Regions from separate parts of the Gossypium hirsutum genome. Here region 2 is linked to region 1. A link is a contact called in public Hi-C data. All regions are on one chromosome and are shown on one strand. Each heading gives the region's core, a stretch centred on a gene start, on an enhancer-like site or on the middle of the called end of the contact. The rest is flanking DNA. Distances are from core to core; before and after follow the strand shown. Region 1 holds the start of LOC107887251. Region 2 holds the start of LOC107887250 (GATA transcription factor 21).

The links. Hi-C and Micro-C count contacts between places; a contact is called where the count stands out from the background.
Region 2: a contact with region 1 is called in a Hi-C map of leaf, with 2.7 times the contacts expected there. The contact joins the promoter of LOC107887250 here to the promoter of LOC107887251 in region 1. A contact is called at or near these places in 7 of 34 Hi-C or Micro-C datasets (callus, hypocotyl and leaf).

The regions. Positions count from the first base shown.
Region 1 is chrA06:17,949,815-17,953,028 of Gossypium_hirsutum_v2.1, reverse strand. It overlaps LOC107887251, which reads left to right and starts at 1,473. Exons shown (of 13, transcript XM_016811440.2): 1 at 1,473-1,689; 2 at 1,779-1,847; 3 at 1,954-2,005; 4 at 2,105-2,178; 5 at 2,257-2,387; 6 at 2,591-2,776; 7 at 2,915-3,032; 8 at 3,122-3,214. The coding sequence starts at 1,665. LOC121230446 reads right to left here and starts at 1,355. Exons shown (of 2, transcript XM_041115273.1): 1 at 1,247-1,355; 2 at 739-1,114. The coding sequence starts at 1,355. The coding sequence ends at 852.
Region 2 is chrA06:18,104,719-18,107,928 of Gossypium_hirsutum_v2.1, reverse strand. LOC107887250 (GATA transcription factor 21) reads left to right here and starts at 1,648. Exons shown (of 3, transcript XM_016811439.2): 1 at 1,648-2,240; 2 at 2,330-2,692; 3 at 2,811-3,210. The coding sequence starts at 2,055. The coding sequence ends at 3,158.

The DNA of each region.
Region 1 (3,214 bases), core at 224-2,723:
AGGTTTGGATAGGCGAGGGCATGCAGTGCAGTGCGTTTAGTTTACTTCTTGTCTTACGTTACAGTATCGTTACAGTATCTAATTTCACTGTCATTGTTATTTTTATACTAACCGCAAGAAAACGCACCGTCCATCCAAATCCAAATCCACATTTAATAATGTGAGATATGTTGTTTTCAAATATCCCTTATTCTTGACAATGAAAACTTCATTTATTTTTAATAATAAAAGATAGTTTTTTAATTTTAATTTTTACCAAATATAATATCACATTGTACTTTGTTTTTCGATTGGTCTTGTCTTTTTAATGTCTATATTATTACTTTGAATATCTTTTAACGATAAATTAATTTCTAACCCACCAACAATTTTCATAGAAAAAATTTCTATTGATAAAATTATACTAGTTAAAAATTTAAATGATAAGGGTGATAATTTCATCTTTATAAAATAATAATAATAATAACCACAATTAAGTTTACAATTTAGCTATATGTAATTAACACAAAACTTATATGATATGAAAATTGTGTTCTTCTCGTCAAATATGTTTAATTTAATTTTCTTTCAGTTCTTCATGTCTTACGTCCAAAACTTTTTCGTCTTTCCTTTTTATTCTCAAAATTTGCTGTTAATAATTTTGAATGAATTGTTTATTATTTAAACTTTTAGAAGTCATTCTCAACAAAGAGATTATTCATTTCCCTCTTTGCTTTGCTTGATTTTCGAGTAGTTATGTTATTCTAATCCTTCATTTTTATTGAAATGTTTATTTTTAACTCACAATACATTCCAAGTACTATCAAAAGCTTTAAAAAAATAGAACATACATGTGTATGTGACACTTACATTTAGGTCCCAGTAACATAGATTGTCTGACCTTCTTTCTTCCTGTTGCAGCATATATGTTTGCAAAGGCAAGGAAGGAAGAAGGGTTGAAGCAATGCGGATAACAAACAGAGTGAAACAAAAGAAGATTTATCTTTTGCTCCAGAGACAACTCCATGAGGTAATGACAAACCACCAATCTTTTCCAGTTGTTGCACTATCTTTGAAGGTTTTGGACTCCATTCCTGAATATCAGCAGAGAATGGAAAACTCAAACCTAATGATCCTGAAGAAAATCAAGAAAAGATTTGAAGATAAGGCTGTTTTCAAGCAATTTATTCATGCAATCTCTATGGGTTTGTCTAATCTAAACCCATATTCCCTTTTTTCCCCAAAATATAGAGAGAGAGATGGTTACTTATTGCTCCTGCTATGTTAGTTGCCTTGATAGAGGGTAATAAGGGCCAGCAAGCAACTGGACCGATTGGCTTTATGTGAGACAAAGGATAGAGATCGACTGCCCCCATTTCCCTGCTTTATAGATGAGCCATAAATAATTTTGAAGTAGTGGGGTCCTTTATGTAACCTTTCCTTCAAGTCCAGCCACATATGTATTTTTTTTCAATATGAATTTCTTTTGAAAAAAATTGAGCATACATATGTTATACACATTCATATCCAGAAAACGTCCTCTTCCTGATAAACAATGTTTTCCTTTTAAGCCATCCTTTCAAATTATCAAATTTGGCATGATAATGCTAGTTTTAGTCACTGGTTAATCTCTCTTATCATCATCATCTCTGCTTTTCTAGTCTCACAGAAAAGATTTCTCTCAAATGCCAGGAACCATCCAAGTTTCAGGTATCAAGTTTTGTCTTAACTGTAATTCCAATATGGTAGTTGAAGTTCATACTCCTTTTTCAAGACTTCCCTCATTGAATTCATTTCAGTTCTGGATTTCAAGGGTCTCCATTCATCATCATTATCATCATCATCATCATCAAAAGTATCAATAAAAGGTAAACCAATCAACATTTTCTTGTCCAAATTTTCTTATCTTGAATGGCTATATTCTATACACTGTGAGAAGAAAATTTTACCAGTGAGTTCATCTTCATAACGCAGTTTCCAAGGGAAAAATAGAGTACCAGACTTGGGACAAAGGGGAATTCTCATTGTAATGACTCTAAACATTGTTTTGACATCCTTTGATTTTGCTGTGTTTTAAAGTTGTGAATTTTGCTATTGAATTCCAACATGTTTTGCTATTGCACAGTCCATTGACAACCCTTCGTGACAACTTGATTATAACAATACAAGATGCAGAGGGAAACGAGATTTCTCATACAGGTTTGTGCCTTTTCATTTTCCATAAGCATTTAGAATATTAAGAGTTAGTCTGAGTGAAAAAGATATGGCATGGGGCAGGACTTGAAACCAGATTGGTGGTTGAGAAAGGTGTTTGGGATGACATATTTCCCCTTGAAGGAGGTGGGCATGCTCATATGAAGTTGCAGTTTTTCCTCAATGAAGAAGAGCGCCAGCAAATTCGGATAATGGTATTCTTTTTCCCTTGCTTTGCTTTTGATGCAATAAATGACTGATCATACAAGATTCCTTTTATGTGTGCATTAAACCATCAGCCAGAATATGGGATGCACTGCATTAAGCTGTTTGATAAAATGCATGCCTATGGTATCCTGATAAACCTTATTCCTTTCCGTGGCGCTACTAAGTTATATATTTCTAAGATCATTTTCAGAGGGAATCTGCACTGAAGAAGAAACATGAAGAGCTTTGCAATAGTGGTCATGGAAGTCCCAAAAATGCTTCTGTTAGTTATAGTGAAGCCAGTCAACTGTCTGTCCCCTTAAACAACCCCAAGGATGCCAAATTTGATATCGACAACAGAGACAGAAGTTATTCTATTCAGAAGCAAAAGAGCACAGTTAAGGGTTACTTAGCATTACACTAAAAACCCTTTTTCTCTTCACTGACAAAAGCCTCAAGTTTTCTTAATGTTCATTTCATATGGATATTTAGAATGACAGAGATGTCCATCTAACTGAGTTGTATGTTTCACCAGGATTCAGTTCCTTCAGAACCAGAGAAGCATAATAACTCAAAGAAGAAACATGAAAAGCTTCGCGATAGCGGTCATGGAAGTCCCAACCAGGCTTCTGTTAGTTATAGTGAAGTTTCAGGTTTGATATTGCGTACTCAATTTTCATACGACTTAATCAATCCTAGAAGGCCTTTTTCTTGATGTATTTAAGTGTTGCCTCTTCTGAAGGATCAAAAGAAAGTTCATTCCGAAGTGGATTGCTAGCCAATGAAGCCAATCAAGTGTCTGTCCCCTTAAACAACGCCAACGATGCCAATTTCG
Region 2 (3,210 bases), core at 399-2,898, 150 kb before region 1:
GACCAACCTTCAAAAATTGGCCTTAACAAGTATATAAAATGTTGACCTAAAACAGTTGCTAAGCAACAAGTTTAGTATTAATAAACGTAACAGGGGAAGTTGGCATTTTGCAAGCACTGCGAAAATACAAAGTAAATAGGGGAAAACAAAGTTTGTTTACTCAATTACATTTTTTTACATCTGTAAAGCCTAGCTCAATGAGAAGTATTCACTATCTTCAGACACTTATAACCAGTTGTTTTAAACTTATCACACCTTAGTGAAAATTTCCTTACTGTTGTACCTTTGAAGATTAATTAGAACTTTCACTACTAAATTCTCCCTCTGAGAACTTAACTTGTAAAACCACAACACATAGGTTTTACAATCAAATCCACTCTTACAAGATAATGTTCCTCACTTGAGTAGATTAAGCGCTTTCAATAAAAGTACATCAACCTATACATGTCTCTTAATCATATAGTGTTTTCGAGACCTGCTAACATAATGTAGATCAATCACAGTCCTTTCTAAAATGTAGCTAAAATAGCTTAATAATAATAATAATAATAATAAAGGTAACATAGATGTAGTTTGATCCAATCCAACTTCCTCAATGCAATGGATTAAATAGACTTGATCCGATCTAATTCTTCAAATAGGTTTCCTCCAAGTAATATGATCTTCATTGATGAGCTAAATATAATCCACAATCTTAGCTCAACTTAAAGATATGGTTCAATAAATTATCAATCTTCTAATATGACAAATTGCTAATTGTTGCAGTAATAAAAGAAGTGGGCACTTCCTCAAATATATCTCAACAACTCTAAATATTTCAAAGATAGAACTATCTTTGTTGCTTAACTAGCCTAAATATTTTGTTTTCTTTTTCTCAATTTTAACAAATGATATACAAATGATATATGGTCAGCTGCCTGCCTTCTAATATATATCTAAACGTTTCCTAGGTGAAAGGGAAATGTGTATGTATAGTTATATGTAAAAATGAAATTATATAAGGAGCATGATATCGTCAGTGGTGAAACAACATGTATTAATTCTAAGATTCATGATTATGGCAATTGGCAAAGTTGTGGGGTGCTGCATTTGTCTCTTGCCTGAACAATGCATTGAATGTTTTTTGGCAAGACTAAGGTAGTGAAGAATGGAGATATATCACATGTATACATATATGTCTTTCTCATGAAAACTGTAGCCCTTCTCTTCTAGTACTCATATTTATGTATGCACCGCATGCTCCAATTTTCCTTATATAAAATATTCCCTCATATAGAATTATATATATCTGAAGATATAATGCTCTTTGTATTCTCTGACTGTATCATGCGTCACCATATCTGTCATCTTACTAGCAAATTCTAGGTATATACTAGAAAAGAAAAAGGTTTAACCAATTTAATCCTATGGTTCACCATAATGCTAATTTACAGTTTAATAAAGATTCATAGAGAAATTAAATTATATTGTGTTATTATAATACTTGTAATTAAGATTAGAAATTGTGTGAAGATGATCAGATTTTTTGGGTCAATAAATTATATATATTGTATATAGTACTAACTAACATGAAGGTCACAATATGTGAGAAGATCACAATTGGGATCAATTTTTGTTTTATATGTTTAAATTAATGAAATATTATATGAATAATTTGTGTGGCTATCATGAAATATTGAAAGAAGTCTATCTTTTCTGTTCTTTCGAAATGACATCAAAAGGTGAGTAAAAAATTCCTGCAGATAGGGTTTTTTTAAATTTATTATTATTCCTTTAAATATTTCTGAATAGGATGGAGCAGTAGCATAGCATTCCATACTTCTCCTTTTATTTCCTTTTTGTCTTTTTTAAACATGTTGGTTCAGGTCTCTCATATATATCAAATCACGTGAACCTGTTATTTCTTTGCTCTCCCTCTCTCTCTAAACTGGTTTACCCTTCAATAGCATAATACCCCACCTTTTTTTCTTTGCCTTTTTTTTTTCGATCCTCCACCTTTACTGGACAACACCAACAACATATCATTGCTGTTCATCACCTGATCTCTCTCCCTAATGTCTTCTAGTAATTGCTATTCATCCCTTTATCCTTTTCCTTTTAACCTTAACGAAGATGATCAACACCAACACCACTACCTTTTTACCTTTAAATCTCAACCTTCTTCCTCTTCTTCTTCCTCAACTGTTCATCACCTAGGAGCAGGTTCTTGTCAAAGGGAACCCCAGGAGTTTCAAGATCAGGTGATATTATAATTACCACTTCACTCTTTTATTTTATTAAAATTTAATGTGATGATCACTTAGGGTTATGATATGATCATTTTGTTTAGGCTAAGATATATGTTTCAAAAGAAGGGGCATTGGAGAACAGTGACTGCGGACTCAAGTTATCATTATGGAAAAAAGAAGAAAGGGTCGAAAGTGATCATCACCATGAGGACAGTTCTACTAAGTGGATGCCTTCAAAGCTGAGGATTTTGAGGAAGATGATGAGTTCCCATCACACCGATTTATCGAAAAGCTCTTCGCCGAAAATCGAAGACCAGAAGCTTCAGAATCAGCCCTCACCATCTCCAGATAACAGCTGCAACTCTTCCTACAATAATGATATCAACAACAATCCAAGTAGGGTTTGTGCTGATTGCAACACAACTAAGACTCCTCTTTGGAGGAGTGGCCCTAGAGGTCCCAAGGTATAGTTGAATTTCCACTCGTTTCTAATCAATACCCTATACAATTGCTACATAACTTTTGAGATAATTAATTGACTTTTTTTTTTTTTCTGTTTTTCACCTTTTGGTCGCACTGCAGTCTCTTTGCAACGCCTGCGGAATTCGACAAAGAAAAGCGAGACGAGCAATGGCTGCAGCGGCAGCGGCAACAGCGTCCAATGGAACTATTGTTGCAACTGAGACAACGACAAGCATGAAGAATAAGGTTCAAAACAAGGCCAAGAGATCAAGTAATGGTTGTGTTGCAAAGTTAAAGAACAAAAAGTGCAAACTCAGTTCCCAATCCCAAGGTAGAAACAAGCTTTGTTTTGAGGACTTGAGGATAATATTGAGCAAGAGCTCGGCTTTTCATGGAGTTTTCCCTCAGGATGAGAAAGAAGCCGCGATCCTACTGATGGCCTTATCATATGGACTTGTTCATGGTTGAATTTCTCAAAGTCGCTAGCCTAGCTTTTATGTTGTTGGTTTTATTCTTAATT